2 separate regions of the Mus musculus genome follow, and region 2 is linked to region 1. Evidence: chromatin contacts called from public promoter capture Hi-C data. All regions are on one chromosome and are shown on one strand. Each heading gives the region's core, a stretch centred on a gene start, on an enhancer-like site or on the middle of the called end of the contact. The rest is flanking DNA. Distances are from core to core; before and after follow the strand shown. Region 1 overlaps Agtpbp1 (ATP/GTP binding protein 1). Region 2 holds the start of Tut7 (terminal uridylyl transferase 7).

What was found. Promoter capture Hi-C pulls out the DNA fragments that hold promoters and counts their contacts.
Region 2: a promoter capture Hi-C map of neutrophils shows a contact between it and region 1. The contact joins the promoter of Tut7 here to the enhancer-like site in region 1. A contact is called at or near these places in 2 of 39 promoter capture datasets (the C10 cell line and neutrophils), 1 of 484 Hi-C or Micro-C datasets (pro-B cells), 2 of 115 datasets of contacts at active chromatin or transcription factors (large pre-B cells and pro-B cells) and 1 of 9 other capture datasets (liver).

Annotation. Positions count from the first base shown.
Region 1 is chr13:59,508,840-59,511,790 of GRCm38.p6, forward strand. The region is part of intron 11 of Agtpbp1 (ATP/GTP binding protein 1); the gene reads right to left. Among named protein-coding and RNA genes, the nearest start is that of Agtpbp1, 47 kb to the right of the region's middle. Within about 2 kb of position 1,307, at least 98 of the 459 cell types and tissues checked have an H3K27ac peak or open chromatin away from gene starts, as enhancers often do. A contact at or near this core is called in neutrophils and pro-B cells, where this site is marked.
Region 2 is chr13:59,821,796-59,824,495 of GRCm38.p6, forward strand. It overlaps Tut7 (terminal uridylyl transferase 7), which reads right to left and starts at 1,315. Exons shown (of 27, transcript NM_001373962.1): 1 at 838-1,315; 2 at 1-315. The coding sequence starts at 284.

The DNA of each region.
Region 1 (2,951 bases), core at 57-2,556:
TAAACAAAGGGCCTGTCCTCACTGTCCTATAAACATGAACCACTCCCCTCTATGCACTGTTTGTGTCAGATCCATAAGGACAACCTACAGATGTATGGTTATGTCTGTGTACAAAAACACGCTTTTCCAGCAGGAAGTGGTATGCTGTGTATCTAAAGTTTGCAGCTATAAGCACACAGACACGGGAACACAGCTATATTTTATTCACTTTCCTTTTATCTGGTTCTGTTAAATATTTTGTCATTTTTGGGCAACACTAGCAATACTCCCCACAGCCCAGCTATTTCGCCTCTCAATGGGGAGTCCTTTCTCTGTCTTGCTAACTTGGCATCTTTTAATAGTTCATTACCATACTGACATATGATATAGATAAGAGTTAGTGACAGATTATTGAAAACAACTGCAAATTTCTGTAATAAATTTTATCTGGAATCTCTTCATGGTATTTACTAAAATAATTATTTGGTTTCCTTCTTTTGACCTACTAATAATAAACTTCACCCACTTTAATATTAGAAGTAACCTAGATGTCCTACGTAAGAGACCACTGCCCAGTTCTATTTGCTCTGTTTTAGAGTCTGCACATCTGACTGGTGGGCTTCAGCTGCGGGTTATTTCTGGTAATTCTCACCAGGTTTTGCTTTCAGCACCATGCTAGCTTCTAAGCTTTGCTTTTTTTCTATGCCTTGAAAGTTGAGAGAACTCATCTATGGCATCATCAACAGTTAATACCACAAAACAAACGTAACTATGTACTGCATTTGGGGATTTTTGCCTGTTCAAGTCACTTTTAAGCAATTATATGTCCCTAAAATACTACTTCAATTATAAATTCAAATGTATTAAGAGTGGTTCTCTCTAGCGTGGATACTTATTTACATAATCTTTTCTACCTTTGCAGAGACTGGGGGCACAGTAACTCGCCAAACTGACTACTTCCCCAATCCCAGATTTGATTCTGCTCTGCCATGCAGATTGTGTGGTCTACACGGATCAAACAGCCGCAGCTGCCCTGCCTCGAGCTCCTTCCCTCCTGGGCCAATACTCCGGGGAAACACACACCTTTCCTGGCTCCCTGCCCAGCTTTCCACCCACTGCTCTGGCTCCCCAGTGAGTACCTGCTTCTTGGGTTTCATTTTCACCAGTGTAAGAGTCTTTGAATACTATTGTCACAGGACAGAGCCCACAGCAAGTGTCCCCTTTCTCATTTCCCCATGCCTGGTGAATTCACCACACTGCAGGTATACTCTTGCTATCCCTCAATCTAGACACTGACGAAATATCCCTGTGAGGATTTCTTCTCCTTCCTTCCTCCTGTTACTTCCTGTTGCATCACAAAAGAGCCTCTTCAGCCTTCTACCACTCAGAACCACCACGTAACCCCTTCACCGCACACCACCACAGACCTATACTGAGATACAGGAAAGGTTTCACAAACTCCTTGTTGTCCCTCCAAATGGAATGCTAGAACATAACTAAAGCAGAGACACTGCTCCTCAGAGGAGGAAGGCCGTCTTTCCTCAGCCTGTCTGCCACAGCAGCACTGTTTCCTAAGACTCCTCTTGCCTCCCTTTCAGATTTGCTACAAACGTCCTCGCCTTAATGCCTGTTGGAAATTTCAAACTCTTCCACTCAGCTAACTTACTCAGAAGTTTCTCACTCAGTCTTGTTGACTTTTAAACTTTGTATTATTTAATTTTTATCACTCTTTTACACACACTCCCTCTCTTAACATACAATCTTACACAGTTACACACATACTCCATATACATAGTCCCTCTCTTACACAGTCTCTTACATTCTTATGCACTCTTACACACACTCAGTCTTACACATACACTCTTTCACACACTCTTACACACACTCTTACACATGCTCACTCTCTTAAACTCTTACACACACACTCTAACATACTGTCTCTTACACAGTTACACACTCTCTTATACACAGTTACACACACACTTCACATACTCCCTCTCTTACACATACTCCCTGTCTCTTACAGACATACACTGCAACACACTCTCTTTTTCACAGTCTTTTACACACATTCTTTACACTCTCTTACACACACACTCTCCATTAACACTCTTACACACACTGTCTCTTACAGATTCTTACACTCTTACACACTGTCTCTTACAAATATACTCTCTTACATATACATTCACTTACACATAACACTCTCACACACAAACATACTCTCTTACACACATACATACTCTTACACACACACACACACACACATCGGGAGAGGGCAGAGGATAACATGCCAAAGGTCACTTTCTCCTTCCACCATGTGGGTCCTAAGAATTAAACTCAACTCACCAAGCTTAGCATAAAATTCCATTACCTACAAACCATCTCACCAGCCTGACTTTTAAAAGGTGTTTCTAAATGATCCATTTTGTGTCAGTTATATCTGTGTTTAGATTGTTTAACTAATAATATACCTTATGATATATGCCATTAATAAATCCATACTAGAGATTCAAAAAATGACAATTACTTGGAGGCTCTTTTAAAATGTTTATTTCAAGCTGGGAGGGAGGTGTTAGTGGCCTTTAATCCCAGCACTTGGAAGGCAGAGGCAGGCGGATCTCTGAGTTCAAGGCCAGCCTGGTCTACAGAGTGAGTTTCAGGACAGCCAGGGCTACACGGAGAAACCCTGTCTTAAAAAACAAAACAAAACAAAAATTATTTCTTCAAGTAAGTGTTTTATAAATAATAAAAAATAACTAACTTTTAAAAAATATATAAGAAAACAGAATTCTATGAATATCCGTAACTACCCCTTTCTTCTATTTCAGTAGATACCACCAAACCAAAACCAAAACCAAAAACTGACCAACCAAACGCAAAGCACGTCATAAAGCTTTCTATTTACCTCACAATATAGTGTTATACTAAAATGAAAAGCAACCTACTTCAAATACTTTCACTTTTCTTCC
Region 2 (2,700 bases), core at 65-2,564, 310 kb after region 1:
TTGTGGTTATCATTCATCCAAGCAGGCTGACTGTAAATTGGGTTTTTAAATGCATATGGATTGCTGGAAACCCCATACAGTCCTTTCCTGGGGGTGTTCCCATAGTTCCCGGGTGATATCTTCTTTTTTGGAAGGCCCTTTTCCATTTTACTGCTATGGCCTTTAGCATAATCATCCATTATTAAATAATCTTGTTGGGGATGGCCCCTTCTGAAATCATCATCATCAATAATTCCACGGTCTTTAGTGCGCTTCACAAAGTAAGGTTTTGCTGTATCTCCCATGGTCTTTGACTTCAACTTTCTTACTTTGTACCTGAAAGAAGGCATTGGGGGAGGGGGGAACAAAACAAAATTGTAAAATAATATCATACCAAATACTCAAAGTAACACACGGGTGCCCTGAAGCCTTTATCTTCCCCCATTTAAAAATTAAATTGTTACCACATTCCTAATAATTAATGCATTCCAGAAGTTACAGTGTTCATAAAAACTGGTCCTTATTTAATACAAAGACTAAATCTGAAGACACTTCTATAGTCTCAGAAACTAAAGAAGTAACTTCTATGTAACGAAAGCACCTCTCTTCAAAGTAAACATCCTAAGTCAACACTGTTACAAAACTCCCAAATCTATTTCTTTTTTTTAAAGTTGGCAATTACTTTTAGGTATCAAAGTAGCCGAAACTATGTGAGCAGATTTCAGTTTCGATCAGCCCCCACTCTAAGCTTCGCTTTTCAACCCGGCGCGACCGCTGGGCGAAGGGACAGCACTTCCCACTAAGGTACCGCTCTAAGGGTCCAGGCTTCCGACCAAGGGACAACGCCAGCTGACTTACCCGACTTCTCAGTCCCCAGCCCCAGACAAGTCCAGTTTCGTCACCAACCACAATCCTCCGCAGGATGACACTCCTTTTCCTTCCCCATTCGGCTGCCCCACCCCTGTGTGCCTCAGTTTCCACCAGCGGAGTCCCCAGGCGAAGGAGGAGGCGGTTCCGCGCTACTGGCCACGAAGCCGCCGTGGGGAATAGGAAGCAGGAAGCGCCCGGCCATTGACAGGGTTCCGGGGTTCCCCGGACCAGGGCCGGAGCCCCGACACAAAGTGAAGACGCGGACTCGAACCCGAGGGCTCCGGGCGCACAGCCGGGCCGAGGCGGCCGGAGAAGGACGGCGCCAACGTACCTCGGGGCCGGGCAGATACGCTTCTGGGGGCGGGGGGAACCCACGGGCCCAGCCCGGAGGCGAGTCCCGGAGGGACGCGACGAGACGGCGCCCCGGAGCACTCACCAGCGCCGCTGCGGTCCCCCGCCGCTTCCTGTCCGGGCCCGGCTCCTCACCGTGTTTTCCTTCAGCCCCACTTCCGGCGCTCAGCGCCGTCTCATTGTGCGCGATTGGAAGACTGCGGTGTCCCCGCCCCGCGCTCCGCGGCTGGCCGGAAGCGCGCACCGGAAGCGCGCGCCGCCCAGGTTCCTCCCAGCGCCGGGGGCGCGCCGCGGGTGCGGGCGCAGAGGTCCGGGGTTGCTCCCTAGCTACCTGCGAGATCCGTCGCCCAGTGCTTTCGGGTTCCCCCGACGCCCCTCTGTGGCTGCTCGGGAAGCTGGGTCTTTTTATAATTCCGAGTGGCTCCAAGTTTCAGTGAGGGCCTTGTGAACGACCTTGAAGGAAGTTCAGCGGCCTAAACCTCTGGATTAAGCTCGACCTGGGGGTAGAAAGAGATTCAACTTTTTTTTTTCTTTAAGAACTAGCAAACAGCCGGAGAGTGGTGGCACATGCCTTTAATCCCACTTGGAGGGAGGCAGATTTCTGAGTTCGAGGCCAGCCTGGTCTACAGAGTGAGTTCCAGGACAGCTACGTCTACACAGAGAAACCCTGTCTCAAAAAAACAAAAAACAAAAACTTAGCAAACAACACAGAGTTGCTTTTTTTTTTTCTAATTGAACATTCATTGTTATCTAAAGTGTCCTACATGCCTTGAAAGCCTCAAGCAACTAATGAATAGAAGTGCTGGAAAAAATAAGGCAGTTTTCATTTCTACCTCTACAAAGTATAAATTTAAATCCATTGGGTTCTTTAGCCAACAGTCTTAAAGTGAAGAATGCATACAGCCTTTGCTATTCCAAGAAACTGTCTTTAAAACTGTAAATAAATACTAACTCAATCCTACTAGTTCAGGAAGAAAGGAATACAATTGAAATTTAAAAAGCAAAAGAGACATAGCTAAATGGTTGATATTCTACAACCAACTTGTTTTGTCAGTTTCCTCTTGCTGTGTGGGTTTGGGGATTTCTGAGTTCAAGGCTAGCCTGGTCTACAGAGTGAGTTCCAAGACAGCCAGGGCTACACAGAGAAACCCTGTCTCGGAAAAAAAAAAAAGTATTTACATTCCAAATGCTGCATCCTGGTTCCCCCCTCCCCCTTCCTTTCCCCAGGACCCCTCCTTTCACCTCTGAGAGGGTGTCCCCCCCCCACTTCATTGCCCAACCCTGGTATCATAAGGCACATCCTCTCCCACTGAGGCCAGACAAGCCTTCCCAGAAAGCCATCTTTCTCTAGGGTCCCACAGCTAGTAGCTGTTCTGAATATAACTTGAGAGTTCCTGTCACTGACAGTAAAAGTTCCATGTATCAGACTCTGACCACCAAGCAATGTAGACGTATTAAGAGAATGAGGGGGCTGAGGGAATGGGTGAGAAGATTTGCTAC